2 separate regions of the Sus scrofa genome follow, and region 1 is linked to region 2. The links are chromatin contacts, called in public Hi-C maps. All regions are on one chromosome and are shown on one strand. Each heading gives the region's core, a stretch centred on a gene start, on an enhancer-like site or on the middle of the called end of the contact. The rest is flanking DNA. Distances are from core to core; before and after follow the strand shown.

The links. A called contact is a pair of places that touch in the nucleus more often than the background predicts.
Region 1: a Hi-C map of embryonic fibroblasts shows a contact between it and region 2, with 3 times the contacts expected there. The contact joins the enhancer-like site here to the promoter of SOX9 in region 2. A contact is called at or near these places in 14 of 47 Hi-C or Micro-C datasets (alveolar macrophages, brain, embryonic fibroblasts and 9 more).

What each region holds. Positions count from the first base shown.
Region 1 is chr12:9,820,382-9,825,828 of Sscrofa11.1, forward strand. No RefSeq gene overlaps it. Among named protein-coding and RNA genes, the nearest start is that of KCNJ2, 530 kb to the right of the region's middle. Within about 2 kb of position 3,335, at least 2 of the 83 cell types and tissues checked have an H3K27ac peak or open chromatin away from gene starts, as enhancers often do. A contact at or near this core is called in embryonic fibroblasts, where this site is marked.
Region 2 is chr12:8,643,432-8,649,354 of Sscrofa11.1, forward strand. It overlaps SOX9 (SRY-box 9), which reads right to left and starts at 3,884. Exons shown (of 3, transcript NM_213843.2): 1 at 3,451-3,884; 2 at 2,246-2,499; 3 at 1-1,673. The coding sequence starts at 3,881. The coding sequence ends at 823.

The sequences.
Region 1 (5,447 bases), core at 2,085-4,584, 1.2 Mb after region 2:
AGCGAAAATGAATCCAAGTAGGAACTATGAAGTTGCCAGTTTGATCCCTGCCCTTGGTGCTCAGTGGGTTAGGGATCGGGCGTTGCCGTGAGCTGTGTGTGGTGTAGGTCGCAGGTGTGGCTGGATCTGGCGTTGCTGTGGCTCTGGCGGGGACTGGCAGCTATAGCTTCAATTAGACTCCTAGCCTGGGAACCTCCATACGCTGCAGGTATGGCCCTAAAAAGCAAAAAAAAAAAAAAAAAAAAAGTGTATAGATTACATGTATTTGTGTGTCTTCCTGATGCTTAGGTAGCTTTATTGCCTAAATGTGTGAAGGAAAAAATTAACAGTTCAAAAAGACAACTTAAAAGTAATTTAATTTTCTGCTTCATTTTCTGAATGAGTTGATATACTGAATACTTTCCAGGACAATCCTCTTGTTAAAAAAACAATCTTGGAGTACCCAATTTACATAAAAATAGTGATTACAAGAGTTCCTTTTGTGGCTTAGTGGAAAGGAAACTGACTAGCATCCATGAGGATGTGGGTTTGATCCCAGACCCAGTTCAGTGAGTTAAGGATCTGGGTTGCTGTGAGCTGTGGTGTAGGTCACAGCTGCAGCTTGGATCCTGTGTGGCTGGGACTGTGTCTGTGGTGTAGGTACATACAGCTCTGATTTGATCCCTAGCCTGGGAACTTCCATATGCCGCAGGTATGGCCCTAAGAAAGCACACAAAAAAAGTGATTATATAGCAGAAAGCAATTACAGGTAAGTATGTATGTCAACCCATTATTTCGCAAATATGTTACAGGTTCTGCTCTAACTTCTGTTAGAAAGAAGTCTAACACCATTCCGACAGACTAAACTATACTCTATCAAATGTTCATACTGTAGATACTTTGAGGTCTATGATTTGAGCCCTACAAATTTTTAATGTATATACTAACAAAATTGTTTATACAATTAGTTGCTACTAATATAATTGTATCATCCCCCAAGAATTCTTCTGAGCTGTTTGGTAGTGAAATTGTCAGACTCTTGAGCTACCTGGTGACATTCAGTATTAAGAGTCCAAGGACTTCTGGATCATCCCTCTCATTTTTATATCAGAGTTCCCCAGTCTATTTTAAGTCCTAGAGGGCTAATTCATACCCACAGCTACAGATAAAGCATCCTGAATCCTCATATTAGTCAACCTTTCTGTGCCACAATTTAAATGGTAAGCGATGATGCTGACATGAGTCACTTACATGTATCTACTAATAATTTTTCTCCCATGATTTCAATCATTTTAACATCTCTTTTATGAAGCAGCTAATTCAATATGGATTCTATCCTAAAATATACCATCTATGACAGTCTTGAAAAATATTTGAATCCTACAGAGATTTGTTTAAAATCTTGTAAAAATAATTACCTCCTATTAAAAACATCGAAGGAGTTAGGCTGTTTGGGCAGAGATGAAATCAGGGAGCTGAAATTCTGTAATAGGATGAGGATTCAATAAAATGTTATCTCAAACTAACAGACTCTGGCAACTTTTCTTTTCTTTCTGCAAATGCTGTCTGTGGCATTACTGCAGTTAGGCCAAAGAGATGTCCTTTGCAATAATGGTCATGATGGTGCAATGACAGATGGCATGCCACTGGGACCAGGGCACTGTCTGGAAAGGAGCATGAAATTTCAACTGTCTCCCTTTGTTGACTAAGGTGAAGGCCTAAGTTGTCTTCTTTATTTTCCTTCTTTTTTTTTTTTTTTTTTTTTTTTTTAAACATATGCCACAATCATCTAGGTCCAGGGTTGGCAAACCCTTTTGGTAAAGTACCAGACAAAAATACTTTTGGCTTTGCGGCCAGACAGTCCCTGTTGCATCTACTGAGCTCCGCTGTTGCAGAGCGAACGCTGCCATAGACAATTCATGATGCATGAGCCTCTCTGGTTTTCAATAAAACTTTATTTACAAAAAAGGAAAGGGATCAAAATGACCCATAGTGGGTAGTTTATCACTTCTTGGTAAAAATCTTACCCTCATCCAAAGTGTTGAGAATACAGAGAAATAGCTTTTTGATGGAGTTAAAAACCTCTCAACTCTCTTTGAAAACTAAAGTGGATTATAATTACTTATAAGCATATAAGCTCTTAGAAAGAGGTCTGAAAAGCTTCTTCAACTAGCATCTGCCCAGTGGGAACAACTTTAGAAATCTTTCCAGCTGTGTTCATGTGCGCTGCTGCTAAGCTTTGCCAACATCTTACATATCTTAAACACCCACCAGTAGCTTCTGGGTCTCTTGCATCTTAATCTTCCTTATATTATCAGTTTCCAGTGTTTTTTGATCCAGCCCCAAATCCCTATCCTGTTTGCTTCATGGCAAAATATAAAGACATTTTAATGTAGGAAATATTTAGGGTTTTGTATTTGGCTTTCTCAGAGATGAATGAGAGTTTGCGACAACGCCAGTTTTAATTTTTTAATGTAAGAAATAATGAACTCCTATACTAGTTCATTCTTTTCAGATACGTTTGTTTTTCATGTATTTTAAAAGAGAATGGAAATGAAAAAAATCCCAGTCCAGCTAACAACAAACAGCTATCATCTTGTGCTGTTTGCTTGTGTCTGAAATATGATGGTCTTATCATGCGTACGATGATAATAATACATTATTTTTATGAAGTATAAATGATTTCATTTGGAAAGAGCTTAGAAAAGTTATCTGTATATGCGCTATGTTAAATAAATAGCTGCTAATATATTTAAGTAGCTAAAAAAGATTGACATATTAGCAGATGATAGTATCACGTGACATCATTCCATGAATTTTTTTTTTAATAGTCGAACCCATGGCATAAAGAAGTTCCCATGCCAGGGACTGAATCTGAGCCACAGATGTGACCTCTGCTGCAGCTGCGGCAATGCCAGATCCTTTAACCCACTGGGCTGGGCCAAGAATTGAACCTGCACCTCGGCAGCACCCTGAGCCACTGCAGTTGGATTCTCAACCCACTGTGCCCTATCGGGAACTCTGTGATCAGAAGATTTAAGAAATATATGGCATCAGGCCCCTAGAGAATCTAATTCAACCGAAGCCATCTGTCATGCAGAGGCACAAATTAGGCATAAGACTTTTTAACTTCTGAATTGTTGATAGTTGGGTGGCTCATGAGAGTACATATCATGGGGAAAGATGTTCTAAGCCTTTCTTTGACTCACACGTCCATTAACTCACAAAGTCCACCTGAAAGGAAGGTTTGGCGTGTTGCAACACACGCTTTCTCATAGTAAACCGTTACTTGCTTAGATGAAGACCTTCAGAGACTTGTTCTAGAATTCCTCCCTGCCACCATCCGCAGAAATAAACAGGGGCCGGTGACTCAAGTGTATGTCTCACATCATGCGTGAGTCACCTCCTCCCCTTCCCTGCAGTGGATGAGGGACACGGCAGTTTGGGTGAGAGGCTGGCTGTGCCGCAGAGGGTCCTATTCACGATTTTGACAAGGAATTTCCTCAAGGGTTCCTAGTTGTTTTGTCCTAATGCATTGCAGTTTACCTTTTTTTGGCATTTACGTTTTGTAGGTAATTTTGAGCTGGAGAGTCTTGAAACCATTTGACTGCGGAAGAAAATTGCTTGGAGCACTGTGAAAATATCATTGAGACCATGTGGTTTTTAAACTCTTTTGCACTGTACTCTGTTTCCCAATTATTTCCAGCTGTGTCTAGCCACTAAGCGTACCTTCACAGCCAGACTTAAACAAAAAAAAAAAAAAAAAAAAAAAATAGTTGTGAAGTGCCATTACTCGTTTATTTCTGCAAGTGAATGTCGGATGTCAGGTAGAGATGGATTCAGTTCTATGCGCGGTTATCATCACTCCTGCTCCTCGAACCTCATGCCTCCCTCTTCCCCAGATTTTGTGTTTCTGACAAGGGTAGGAAGTGAAAATAGGAAGAAGTCTTAATTCGTACCCCACTTGTTTACTCTCTGCAAATACTGTCAGGGGTGAAAGTTCACATACGCTACCTATGAAAAAAGGGATGCTTTGTAAAAACGAAAATCCAGCGTTAAATAGAGGATATTCACCTCCTGCTGGAATCCTTTTTTTGGAAATCATCGATCTCATCAGTTTGCCAAGGAATCCTAGAATGAATGGACCGCCTACCTGACCGACTTAAATTTGTGAATCAGTAATTGGTGCTGTTTGCCATTCTCTCTCTACTTTCCTTAAAAGTATTCTAAAACATAGGCATCTAACCTATTTTATAGTGCTTTGCACCATTTTCGCCTCCATATGGGACTTGGCCAAATGTAACCTTCACTCAACCAAATTCTGAGAAAGGTGACTTTCTTCCGTACACAGACAAATGTAGAAGGATCAAGAATATAGTGTGGTTATTTATTCCCAGGGCTGATATTGAACATACTTAAGAACTGGTAGATCAGGGGCAACAACCAATCAGAAACAGATGCCCTGTCCCATCAAAACCGACACCAGCCATAACCGCCAACCCAGCCCAGCAGGTGCTTCCCAGCTGCCAGTCAGCCCAGCCTGTTCCCAGGGGAGGTCTACAGCTGCTCTCAGACCAAGGAGACTCGCAAGGGACAGAGAATAGGTAACAAAGTACCTTCGCTGTGACTTGATTTTGTCAACATCTCCTTATACTTCACTTAGTCTTATTTTAACTAAAGTTATGAAGGTGTTCCCATAAAACTAAGACCCATTAGCTTCCCAAGTCTAAGAACTGGAGTCATAAATCAATGCTGTGTAATATTTGGAGGGAAAAAGATGCTCCCTCTTCCCCACATGGAACAGGTTCAGATATTCCGAGGCAGAATTGGAGAGGAGGGGATCTTAAAATGATCGGCTTCCATTTGAATTGTCTTCAGTGGGACTTCATCACTTTGCTTAAAGTTGGTTTCAAAAGCAACACAAACAGAACACCTAACGTTTAAAACTGCCTTGCAAAGAGAACCACGGATCATTTTTAAGTGATCTCTGTTTCTGCTCCCCTCCATTAGTGAAAATAACAGAGGCCTATCCACATTAAAAAATGGCCCACGTTAAGTACGTGACTCCATGCACGCATGGTATTTATTTTTATAGACATATGAGTGAAGCCTACACATACTTCTGTATGTTATTCCTCTAAATTTAGTTCCAGTTCTAACAGAAAATTCTATATGGTGCAGAAAATAACATCTATCCTTGATGATAAATTTAGTAACCAAACGTTGGCAGAATATTAATAGATGTTAGAGGTCATTGCTCTCTTGCAACCACTAAAAGCATGTTCTCCGTTCTCAACATTTGAACAAGGTTTAAATTTGGTGGATTATTTATAAAATGAGAGCTTTCCAGACATTCCGCCCCAACATCCTAGGAGAATGTTCAACCCTCCCATCTTCTGTATCCCGAGAGGTGTATAATGTGCCAGAAGCATGTCTCTTAAATGCCCTATAGGCAAGCAAAGCAAAAG
Region 2 (5,923 bases), core at 2,634-5,133:
AAACATATATCTATAACCCTTATCAAATGGGTCTCTAGACTATTATTGTTCGCGTCCGCATCTGCAAAGTAAGGCCTTTATTTTTTTCTTTCTAAGGCAATTCCTCCTTGGAATCAGAAAGCCTGAGGAATTAAGCAAAGCTAACCCCCCCTCCCCCCAAACTGATCACAAAACACACATTTGTGGGGTTTGTGGGTTAATACGACACACACACACTTTTTGTTTGTTTGTAAGAGAAAGCAAATCTGTACAAAAATACTCTGGTTGCAAGAAGAGCTGGGCACACTGTTCAACTAAGTAGTTTAGCTTGTTGGAAAAATAAGAGCATTTAATTTTTTATCTAAAAATATGTATAAATCCCCTCAAAATGGTAATGAATCATACACAGTACATACTAAAAATATTTAAAATAGAGAATATTCCTCACAGAGGACTTTTTTCTTTAATTACGGCTAAAAAATAATTACAAAGTCCAAACAGGCAGAGAGATTGAGCAAACTGGTCACACTGAATCTCCATCCCCCTCCACGCGGGCTTGGAAGGTTTCAAGTCCAGGTTCCTGTCGGTTCTGCTGGTCCATCTAGCCAAGCAAGAGTGGCCTGGCCACTGACTCGCCACAAGGTGGTAATGCGTTTGGATAGCTAATGTTTCTGTCTTGGAATGTGGGTTCGAGTTGCCTTTAGTGTCAAGGTCTTTAAAAAACAAAGAGGAAAAAAAAAAAAAAAAAAGGTCCAAAGGAAATTCTGGTGGGTTACGGTCTTTCTTCGGTGGGTTACTTTTATGCGCATCACGGGCCATCATCACTCTTTGTCTAAGGTCTCCTCAAGGTCTGGTGAGCTGTGTGTAGACGGGCTGTTCCCAGTGCTGGGGGCTGTGGGTCTGCGGGATGGAAGGGACCCCGGAGGTGTCGGCGATGGGGGTGTACATGGGCCGCTGCGCCGGGTTCATGTAGGTGAAGGTGGAGTAGAGGCCCGAGCCCTGGCCCGCCGCGTGGCTGTAGTAGGAGCCGGAGTTCTGGTGGTCTGTGTAGTCGTACTGCGAGCGGGTGATGGGCGGGTACGAGGGGCTGTAGTGCGGGAGGTTGAAGGGGCTGTAGGCGATCTGCTGCGGCGAGTGCTGCTGCTGCTCGCTGTAGTGGCTGGGACTCAGCTGCTCCGTCTTGATGTGCGTTCGCTGGGACTGGCCCGGCTCGCTGCTCAGCGTGGTCAGCGTGTGCGCCTGCGGCTGCTGCGGGGGCGCCTGCGGCTGCTGCGGAGGCGCCTGCGGCTGCTGCGGGGGCGCCTGCGGGGCCGGCGGGGCGGGCGGCGGCTGCTGCGGGGGCGGCGGCGGCGGCGGCGCCTGCTGCTTGGACATCCACACGTGGCCCGCGCCCGCCGGGGTCGCCGCGGTGCTGCTGATGCCGTAGCTACCCGTGTAGGTGACTTGGCCGTGCGTGGCCGGCACCCCCGGGTGGCCATTGGGCGGCAGGTACTGGTCGAACTCGTTGACGTCGAAGGTCTCGATGTTGGAGATGACGTCGCTGCTCAGCTCGCCGATGTCCACGTCGCGGAAGTCGATGGGGGGCTGTCTGCCCCCCTCTGGCAGGGGGCGCCCCTCTCGCTTCAGGTCAGCCTTGCCAGGCTGCACGTCGGTTTTGGGGGTGGTGGGTGGCGTTGGTGGACCCTGGGATTGCCCTGCAGGCAAAGAGAAAGAAGCACAGGGAAATCAACCAGGGCTGTGCCAAGGCTTTAGTTTTAGGAACCCTCCAGGGACCCTCCCGCCTCGCTCCAGAGTCCCGCATTCGCGAGGGAGGCGAGCTGCACCCGAGATAAACCGCCCAATGATTAACCCGCCAGTACACATTAGGCCTTCGCCTTTTATCAGGGGAGCGTCTGAGGCCCCGAGGGTCCGGAAGACCAAATTGCTACTAGTAGAAGAGCCCTGTGTGTGCTTTTGGGGTGGGGGAGCCAAGTGAAAAAGGGAGAGGTCCTGGAAAGCTGTGAAGGCATTTTACCTCGCAATAAAATTAATCTGTTAGGATGCTGGGATTAAGGTGGGGTGCGCGCGCGCGCGCGTGTGTTCATGGTATTTCTGGGGCCTTGGGCCGGGAGGGGAGGAGGACTAGGCATAGCGGTTAGAGTTTCCTTTCCCGAGAAGCTCAAAGTCCCTAAGCAGAGCCCACCAGGTGGTGGCCTGGGGGTGTGCCGGTCGGGGCCAGGCCGGGGTGGCGGCGGTGGCTTGGCCTGGGGGCCGGGAGGAGACTCACCCGAGTGCTCGCCGGGAGAGTGCACCTCGCTCATGCCCGAGGAGGAGTGCGGCGAGTCGGCCTGCAGCGCCTTGAAGATGGCGTTGGGAGAGATGTGCGTCTGCTCCGTGGCCTCCTCGGCCTCCGCCTGGCCGTTCTTCACCGACTTTCTCCGCCGCGGCTGGTACTTGTAATCCGGGTGGTCCTTCTTGTGCTGCACGCGCAGCCGCTCCGCCTCCTCCACGAAGGGCCGCTTCTCGCTCTCATTCAGCAGTCTGGGGGCGGGGTGAGGGGGGGCGCAGAGAAAAAGAGAGAGGGGCTCTGTGAAACCCGCCGAGCTGTCACATCCGCGGGAGGGGGAGTGGCCCCCACCACTTGGCCTCTTCCAACACTGCCCCCGTCGTCCCTCCTCCCCACGTTCCACCCGCTACTGCAGCTCAAAACTTTTCTTAAAAAAAAAAAAGGAAAAAAAAAAATCTCGGTTCTTCTAGTCGGACCTGAGCCGGTCCCTCCCCGCCCCGCCCTCTCCCCTTCTCTTCTATTTTGGAAGCCCTGAAGATGAAAATAGCTCTTCGCTGCTCCCGCTCTACAGGCCTTTGCTACTGGAGTTATACCCGCCCCCCGCCCCGTTCCGTCCCCAACATCCTTTAAAAACTTTCTAAAAAACCACTTAATCTGCAAGGAGCTCCTCCTGGCCCCGCCATGGCAGCCCCCCCCCACCTATTTCTAGCAGCCTCTCTTCTCCCCCGCCCCTTCCTGCCAGGGGGCCCTCTAGCTTCGGTTTCTCCCCCCACCCTGCATCCCATCTCTTTGGACGTAGGGCTTCACGAGAGAGGGCAGTTTCAGGCAAACAGAGGCAAACTTCAATTCCCACCCCAACCCCCCACTTGGGATTGAACTTCGCAGCGGCGGGAGATCCGGCTGGCAGCCCCCCGCCCCCCCCCGCGTCTCCTACAAGTGTTCTCCTCTTCTCCGGCTTCCCCCCCACCCCCGCCACGGCTCCTCCCCGTTCCACCTACCCCTCCCCCATTCCCCAAGAGCAATCCAAGAACTTTGTCAAACTGTGAGCCAAGTTATACCTCGTCCCTATTCCAACCGCCCCCCCCCGCCCCGCCCCGCCAGCTCTCGGACCGTCAACTCCCTCCTGCTGGGAGGCGGGGCGCGAAGAGACAGTCGCAGCCAGCGCCCCCCGCCACCGCGGAGCCCACCCTGCCGCGCCCTCCTACCTCCAGAGTTTGCCCAGAGTCTTGCTGAGCTCCGCGTTGTGCAGGTGCGGGTACTGATCCGCCAGCTTCCTGCGCGCCGCCTGCGCCCACACCATGAAGGCGTTCATGGGCCGCTTGACGTGCGGCTTATTCTTGCTCGAACCGTTGACGCGCACCGGCATGGGTACCAGCGTCCAGTCGTAGCCCTTGAGCACCTGGCTGACGGCTTCGCGGATGCACACGGGGAACTTGTCCTCTTCGCTCTCCTTCTTCAGGTCCGGCTCGCCCTTGGGGAACGTGTTCTCCTGGGGCCGCGTGTTCTCTGTGTCCGAGCCGGAGCCTGAAGGGCAGGGCGAGCCCGCCGAGTCCTCGGACATGGTGGGGCTGGGGGCGCCGGACAGGCCCTTCTCCTGCTCGTCGGTCATCTTCATGAAGGGGTCCAGGAGATTCATACGCAGGCCCGGGGCAGGGGACGGGTGGCCGGGAAAGGCGAGAAGCCGCGGCCGCTCGGGGACTCGAGGCGCGGGCTCCTCTCCCCTCGGCTGCCCGGACGCGGGGCGAGCGGCTCCCGGGAAGCCTGGCGCGTCACTCGGCTGCAGCGGCGAGCTTTTAGGAAGGCGCGCGGTGGCCAGCCCGCAGCTGCCCGCTCCAAGTGGGGAAAGGCGAATTGGAGAGGAGGAGGAGAAGAAAGAGAGCAAAAAGCAGGGGGCGGTTGCACCCTTTCTCTTGTCCTCCTGCAAAGAAAAGTTCCTGGGGGTAAAACTGGCAAGTCGCGGCGCCACTTAAGTTTCCAGTCAGTTTCAAGCTCCGCTCTCGGCTCTCCAACTCCCAGCCCAGGGGCTCTTTAATAAATACACCCCCTCACCTTAGGGACCTCTAGCCAATCACAGCACGGCATTTCGGGGGTTGTCAGGCAGCTGATTGGCGCAGTCTGGTGGGGGGGGGGAGGATTGTGGCTCTGGGCTGGGTGACTAGAGGGGAGGGGAGGAGCGGGGAGGGGAGCACTGCCGCTGGTCCGGCGGGTTTTGGGGGGGGGGGTGCTGCGGGGACCCGGGACCTACAAGTGTGTAAGTTTGCTGTACTCTCATAATGTCAGAATTCGGTACCGTCTCCGCGCGAATCTCTGCGCGCGCGCGTGTGCGTGTGTGTGTGTGTGTGTGTGTGTGTGTAGACTAGGATCTATCCCCACCCCCAAGCGTTTCTGTTCACTGCTTTCTCCGCGGTCTTGGGGACTAAGCCAGGGGAGTTTGCAGTATTCAAAAAACTGTAGCTCCTTAAAGCGTAGCCCAGTTTCCGCGCCTGGAGCTTGCCTCCTCCGAAAGTGCTTAGAAATTGTCTTTTGAAACAAATGTTTTGGTGACTCAACACCCGCTGTTCCTCTGTAATAATCCATATAAACAGATTAACATGCTCTGCTTCACAGGGACTGGTGCGGCCGGTTGGGATTCGGCTGCGCTCTTGCAAAGGGAATCAATGAAAACCAAAGCTAGGTCCCGGCTCAGGCTGGAGGTCGCGGCAACGCGGTAGTTGCGAGCTCGCGGGGCCGTCCCGCGCCTCGCCGACCTTGAACTCCGACAAGTCTTTCTCCAGCCCCCACCCCACCCCCCGCGACTCCCACCCTGCCGACGCTCCTCAGTGACAGGGCAAGTGCTTTAAAGTTCTGCTTTTCACCTCTGGCCGAGTCAGAACGACAGCAGAGCTGCCGCAGAAAAGAGTTTGCGTACTGCTCTGGCTTTGAGAAACCGAACTTTGCAAATGTGGCTGTTCTGGGCCGCGAGGCTGAGGCCGGTCACTGGTTTGAAAAAGGCCAAACAAATGCGCACCGCCGCAGACAAAACACTCCACTTCGGTAGAGTCGTGCTGCTTGCCTGCTTTCCCCCCCCCCCTTTTTTTTACAAAGCACCTGGAGCGGTGAAGCGCCGGTCGTCCCGACTTTAGTAGGCTCTTCTCTGACTTGTGGACATTTGGGAGTTCTGGGGAGTGGGTGAGGGAGTCTCTGATGTATTTCGAGTGTGATTTGAGCACAACCTTTGTGTTTACACGAACCGCTTAGAGCCTGGTTGGGTCTCTGTACTGGGGGAGAAGAAAAATCTTAGTCGCCTGTGGGTTACATGTCTTCAGAATCACAAATAAACGCACAACTGTGGAAAACAGTTTTAAATCCCATCCTCCCCTCCTTCTGGCTCTCGCCAGTGTTCGCCTCCGAATTAAATGACTGTTATTGTGTATCGGCCCGCATTACAGCAAAGACTTGCTTATTTCTCATTTGCAAATTGCGGACTCTATTGCAAGATTTCAGAGAATGTTTTCTTAGAGGAAAAATTTTAAATCTCGTTTTCTCTCCTTTTCTTCCGAAGAAGTCGACATTTGGTCTAGGAAATGGAACTCTTCAGGAGGTAGTAAGTCACAGACTTGTTAAACAGTATTTACTTTTTGAACGAATGTAACTCACAAGTGGATGTGGGCTAGAACCTTGCAGCTTGTTTATGAGTTT